Regions from separate parts of the Gossypium arboreum genome. Here region 2 is linked to region 1. A link is a contact called in public Hi-C data. All regions are on one chromosome and are shown on one strand. The core of a region is the stretch at or near the end of the contact, and the rest is flanking DNA. Distances in the headings are between cores, read along the strand shown.

Region 1 (3,216 bases), core at 179-2,678:
ATTTAGCAAAACTCAAAACAAACAATAGTAACCCAGGAAACCTAAACTAAATTATGTCGGAGAAACCCGAAAGCCACATGAATAATAACTGGTTGGCAAATTTAGAAATGGACTCAAATAATGGATGAGAGAAAAAAAAAACAGACAATACAAAATTGAATTACCTGACCCCGATAGTTCCTGAGGTTAATATCTACTCCAGACTCAAGCAAGAGCGAAACTATCTGATATAAAAATGAAGAGAAAAAAAATCAGCGTTACGGTTAATTTGGAAGAAACGTTTCCAGGCAGAAATTTAAGGTATTGAATACCTCATGGTGACCCTGAGCAGCAGAGTAATGGAGAGGCGAATTGCGAGCTCCAAAAGTTGAATACCTTGCAAGTCTTGGATTGTATTCCAATAAAGCCTTGGCTTCTTGAAGATCTCCATCTCTTGCTGCGGAAACTAGGCGTTCCCCAGATGCAGAACATCCAAAGGAGTTCCCCACAAAGCTTAGAAATCTCATTGATGAGCTTCTCTGTCTGTTCTAAATGCCTAAAAAACGGTGCACCACAAAACCTCCCCTAAATCATAATCCTCAAACCACCCAAAACTTGTGAAATAAACCAAACCAATAACAATGAAGCCTTCCAAAATACATCTAAGAGAAGTTCTAACAGTCAATGTTTCACTTCCTTAAATGGATTGCCACCTTTTTAATTTTGACATCAGAAGAAGAACCTGGCCTGCAATTACTTTAAAAAAGAAAAAAAAAATCAGGATGTGACTGTTTTATGGATTAATAAATTGTCTCGTGCTTTTCAAGATGGAACCAAACAAACAAAAAATTATAAATTCTTCTGAAAAGAAATAAAGAGTCCTATCTTTCAAAGTCAAATCCCCATCAAATAAACATCTACAATCTCTAGAGTCTCCATTGCGGTCAGATTCCCACTAACAAATACCCAGCTTCAAAATTATCAGGATGACTCAAAATCTGCAAAACCCAATTCCAGATACTCCTAAAAGAATCGGAATATAAAAGACCCCGATCAAAATAGCATCCCCCCCCCCCCCCTCTCTCTCTTCTTTAACAATTGATCAAAGTTGAAGCCTTTTAGAAAATGACTTGACCAAATGGAAGACACGTTTGTACTTAAATGTGGAATAATGGGATGCGGATATACTGTAACCGAAATTGAAATTTGCTACAAATAAGAGAAAGAAAGATCTAAACGGGAGATAAAAATGGGAAATGTTTTTATGAAGACAGCAACCTTTTACTGCAACCTCAACCACTAAATTGACCCGTAAGAACACTTAAAAATAATAAATAAATAAAAGCGTGTCCCTATGATTGGCTATTATTGGCCAATTGGCAGTCAACGTTGCTAGTAAGTTCAGGGGTTTTTCTCATTTCTCGGTGAAATGAAAGTTTATTTCATTGTCAATTATAACTTACAACAAGGTACTAATAAAAGTCAGCTCATCTAGTTGCCAAATCCATTGGTTTTTGTTAACTTTTGGGGGTGTTCAAGATATGAAAATTATATAAAACCTCTTTCGAAACAAAATAGCTAGCGAAAGACATATGACTGAATGACTCGCAGTGAAATTGATCCAACTATTAACGTTATGGGGGACCATGTAAGAGTTGAGTTGGATTTGTGGTTGAAGATACTTCATGCGTTTGAGGCCTGAAGCAATGGCGGTGCCTTCAATTGGACTCCATTTGGATTTTAGAAATTTTAGATTAGTGGTTTCTAACAATGTGGATAGAAAGAATTGTACGGCCGAAGTTTCATTGTAAGTTACACAACCCTGCGGACAATGGCACGCCGCAGTTGTATAACATCATACATGGGATGGGACCGGGGCAGATCTCATCATGGGTCAAGCCACTTTGTCCGACTCGAAGGCTCGTCCATAACAAAATTATAGGCTTGGACAAAAAAATAAAGTTCGTTTAAAAAATAGATCGAGCCTCGGATAAGGCATTATTCACTAAAGGACAAAAAAATTTACTCTTTTTTTTTGTTTTTGAATGTTATTTTCTTGTTATTTTCTCTCTATTTTGCTACCATTTTATTATTATGTTGTTATTGTTTAGATATTGTATAAAATTTATTTTATTTTTAATTACATTATTATTTTAGAGGTATTTGTTTGTTAAGTTACATGTATCTTAGTGTTATTTAAGTTTACATATTTTTTAAACTTATTTTCAATTTATTGAGAAATATTTATTTTGATATTTTTAGTATTTTTGATGTATTATATATATTTAAAATTATATAAAATAATATAAAAATTTAATACAAAGTGGTCTGGTCTGGGCTCGGGTTTTAGCATTTTTATCTGGTCGAGCTTAGGTAAAATTTTAGGCCCATTTTTCGGGTTGGGCCAGGCTCGGGCCTAGTAAATGGGCATGAATTTTTAATTGAGCTCGACCCGAAAGCGCCTAATTTCATTTGGGTACCAATTTTTCTTAAGATTATGATTCGATAAAAGTGATAACTTTTAAATTTTAAAGTTTGATATATAAAAATTTATTTTCTTTAGAATCTAATTTTTATTTAAAAAATATTATAAACAAAATTAACCTTATTTATTTTTATTAGAGTTGTGTTATCCAAATTCTTATTAAATAAACTAAGAGATTGCTTCCAAGTCAAATTAAACAAAAATATATTTTTCTAGAAGATTTAGTATTTATTAGTATAATATATTTAGCATTTATTAGCAATTTATTTAACCTACGAATTTAGCCTATAAATAGACTCTTTTACAACATTAGAAAACACACACATTAAAGATTAGAACTCATAACAGTTTTAGAGAATTTTGGATTTACGTTTTAAGGGTTTTTTATTTTCGAGTTTCGGGATTTAGCTTTTATCTTCATCTTTTGTAATTTTCATTCTTTTACATTATAGTAAAATTATATTTACCCGTGATTTTTTATCCTCTTTGGAGGGGTTTTTTCACGTTAAATATGTGTTCAATTTCTTAATTTCTTTTGCTATTTTTTTCTTATTCATTACTTAATCGGGTTGATCCCCAACAAATGGTATCAGAACTAAATCAATTTTCATAGATCAGCCCGTTTAGAGATGGCAGCAGCAGGGTTTGACATTGAGAAGTTCGATGATATCATAAATTTCAATCTGTGTCAAGTTTGGATGATGACAATTCTAGTTCAGATCAGCCTGAAAAAGGTCGTTACAGAGAAAAAA
Region 2 (3,301 bases), core at 163-2,662, 220 kb after region 1:
ATCTTTCTCAATGTTGCTGTCACTCTTTGTCTGATTTTGAAATTCATGAAGCTGCTTAGTCGAGGATGGGATGCTCAACATGTTTGATGGCATATTATTATATATGCTTCAAGCAAAAAAGTGACAAATATTCGTGTTTTTATGACCAAGAGAGCGAGCTCACTTTTCAACCAACCATATTTCTTTGGCTGCTTCCATCTTCCATCACCAAGTACTTGTTTTAATCGAAACCAAATTGAACAGATTTTGATGCCTTGAGTGATCGGTGTCGGCATTATTAATTGTAAAAATTTGAAAACTGGAAACTTTATAGTGTCTGATATTCAGTCAGGTACAAGGCGAAGACAAAAGGCGTTGGCTTCCTAAAATGGTAAAATTGTTTTTTTAATCCCTTCAAAATTTTGAAATTATATGTTAATATTGGTAAATTTTCAGTCTAATCCTATTGAAAATTCTTAAATAATATGTTAATAAAATAATAAAATTATAGTTTAACTCCCTTAAAAATATAATTTAGTCTTTACCCCAAAAATAAATTTTTAGCTTTGTCTTTGAGTTAGTATAATCAATCACTAATTGGGGTTAGTCCAATTTTTGGGGCAAAACTTTTTTTGATACATCATTATCTAATTCTAAACTAGTAAATTGTTTTGATGTTAGAGTCTAATTTTTATTTTGTCCAACTTTCTTTGAAAATATTTACGAAGAATCTTAATAAAGTTTAAGTTTTAATGTGAGAATCATTGTCAAGTTTAGAGATTAACTTAGATAAAAAAAATTAATATTCCAATAAGAAAATGATTGTCAAATTCAAACAATAACTTGAAAAAAAAAAAGTTAAGTTACAATGTAATAACATTTTGTTACGTTCATACCTCAAGCTCTATATTTAGAAAGTGATTATAGTTTGAAAATAGGATATTATATAAATAATAGGGTTTGAATTTCAAAAAAAAAAATCAGTTTTTTCTAAAAATAATTATATGAACCCTTTCAAATTTCGGATATTTTAGGAGTTGGGACAGTCCCCTGCCCAATATAGCTCTTGTGAGGTGAGGCCTGAGAGAGCAGTTGTTTAGTGGGTGAAGTAAAACGTGGATAAGGAAAGTAGATGGAACATTGAGGTGTAAATATTGTTAAATTAATTACTATACTTATTAACTAGTTTATTTGTATTCCTTTTCCTCTACATTTTCCCTTTTCAAGTACTACGAAATGCAGAAGATGATTGCATAACAGTGAAAGGCAACAAAAGTGGAGACTTTCTTTCTCCCAAAATGGGTGTCGGTGTTTCACTTTTTGGACTGCACCTAAAAGCAAGTACCAGAATCCATGAGAAAAGGTTAGGGAAAATTTGGAAGTCCACAACATGACCTTGTTTTTCTTTTTTCCCAGTAAATCAGTATAATATGCTTGCCCTTCCCCTGTTTCCAAATGCCTCTCTCTTCGGTAAGACTTTGGAAACTTCACTTGTCTTGTCTTTTGCTTTTTGTCTTTACCAGAAGAGAGGAGAGGGGTGCTGTGAATCAGGTAGCATTTGGCCCCTCCCAATTAATAAATAAATGAATAAATAAATCAGGTACCAAACTATCCGATTCGAAGCGGTGGAATAGAAGGCACTGTCAAAGAATGGGACCAGAAAGATAGAAACAATCCTCCGCTCTACTAAAATAATGCTACAAGATAATCCAATTTCTAAACCCACCATCCTAAGCCAAACGGAAATACGCAAATTAATTATTGTTTTGTTCTTAAACATATTTTGCTAACCAATGCTTTTTAAAATGATTATTATAATTTCTCTTTAAAATATTTTGGGGACACTGGTTAGTATTTGCTTTTTATTTTTGGAAAAGCTTTTAAGGAATTAAAGGGGCATGCATAGCATGGGGTTTGATGCATCAAAGGGTTCCCATTTAAGTCAACCCTGAAGAAGAGCCTTGTAATTGATGAAATCGTGAATAAAAAGTCGCCTTATTAAGAGTATTTAAGCAGATGCAATGTGAATTTTTTTATTTTCATTATCCAGCAAGGAAGTGATTGACTCTGCAGAATTTACGCAATGAGATCTCATCTCATTTATTTTTCTGCAGCGTTGTGTTGGGTAGATTTATTATTGGTTCCTCTTTTTTGAAATTCACCTTCTGGCAGTGACACAAATTTATATCTACCCTTTCCTTTAATATCATATTCAAGTCTTCTCCCTCTCTCTCTCTCTCTCTCTCTCTCGTAGCGAAGCGGCTCTTTCTTTTGACTTCTAGCTTATAATGAAGTAAATTGGAGCCAATGTTACCCAAATCCCACAAACTCCCATGATACTACGGTGGGGATGATATTTTTGGTACTCCCAGGTGGATCCATGGTAGCATATGATTCAAGTCTAAAGTTTCAGTCTTTGTAAGTTGTGTCCATCTATCTCCAGAAACAACAATGGAGTGGATTTTCCATGAAATAGAGAAAAGGAGCTTGCTTTCTCCATCAGAGCAGCCATATTACCTCCCTCAATCACCAATACCGTTACTTCCTCCACCACAAAATTTGCAGTCTGATAGCTTCAATTTGAACAACAAGGTTAGTCCAAGTATATTACTCATCATTATAATCCTAGCTATCATTTTCTTTGTTTCTGGTTTGCTTCACCTTTTAGTTAGATTTCTTATGAGACCTCCCAATAGAGAGCCTGAAGATATAGACAATGTGACTGCTCTTCAAGGGCAGTTGCAACAACTATTCCATCTCCATGATGCTGGTGTCGACCAATCTTTTATAGATACTCTCCCTGTATTCCACTACAAAGCCATCATAGGAGTAAAAAACCCATTTGATTGTGCTGTTTGCTTGTGTGAATTCGAGCCTGAAGACAAGCTTAGATTGCTACCAAAATGCAGCCATGCCTTCCACATGGAGTGTATTGACACTTGGCTTTTGTCTCATTCCACATGCCCTCTCTGTAGAGCTAGCTTACTCCCTGATTTCTCTCCAAATGATAGCTGCTCCCCCATTGTTCTTGTTCTTGAATCTGGGAGTGAGAGCTCAAGAGAGATTGTAACCGATAGAGAAGGAGTTGTGGGCAGAAGCAGTTCACTTGTGAGATCAAGTTCCCACCTAGGCCTTTCTGGAGACACTGAATTGGGGTCATCCCAGCGTAAATCATGTGAAATCCTGGAAAAAGATGAAGTCAAGCCAACAGTAGTGCAGTCTGGGGAAAAAGTTGTGCCTGTTAGGCTGGGAAAGTTTAGGAACGTTGATGGCGGTGAAGGTAGCAGTAACAATAACGTGGATGATAGAAGGTGTTTCTCTA

What was found. A called contact is a pair of places that touch in the nucleus more often than the background predicts.
Region 2: a Hi-C map of leaf shows a contact between it and region 1, with 4 times the contacts expected there. The contact joins the promoter of LOC108470269 here to the promoter of LOC108469689 in region 1. A contact is called at or near these places in 2 of 5 Hi-C or Micro-C datasets (both in leaf).

What each region holds. Positions count from the first base shown.
Region 1 is chr8:101,006,693-101,009,908 of ASM2569848v2, forward strand. LOC108469689 (E3 ubiquitin-protein ligase XBAT32) reads right to left here and starts at 1,429. Exons shown (of 10, transcript XM_053031831.1): 1 at 312-1,429; 2 at 165-224. The coding sequence starts at 506.
Region 2 is chr8:101,222,722-101,226,022 of ASM2569848v2, forward strand. LOC108470269 (RING-H2 finger protein ATL13) reads left to right here and starts at 1,413. Exons shown (of 1, transcript XM_017771566.2): 1 at 1,413-3,301. The coding sequence starts at 2,431.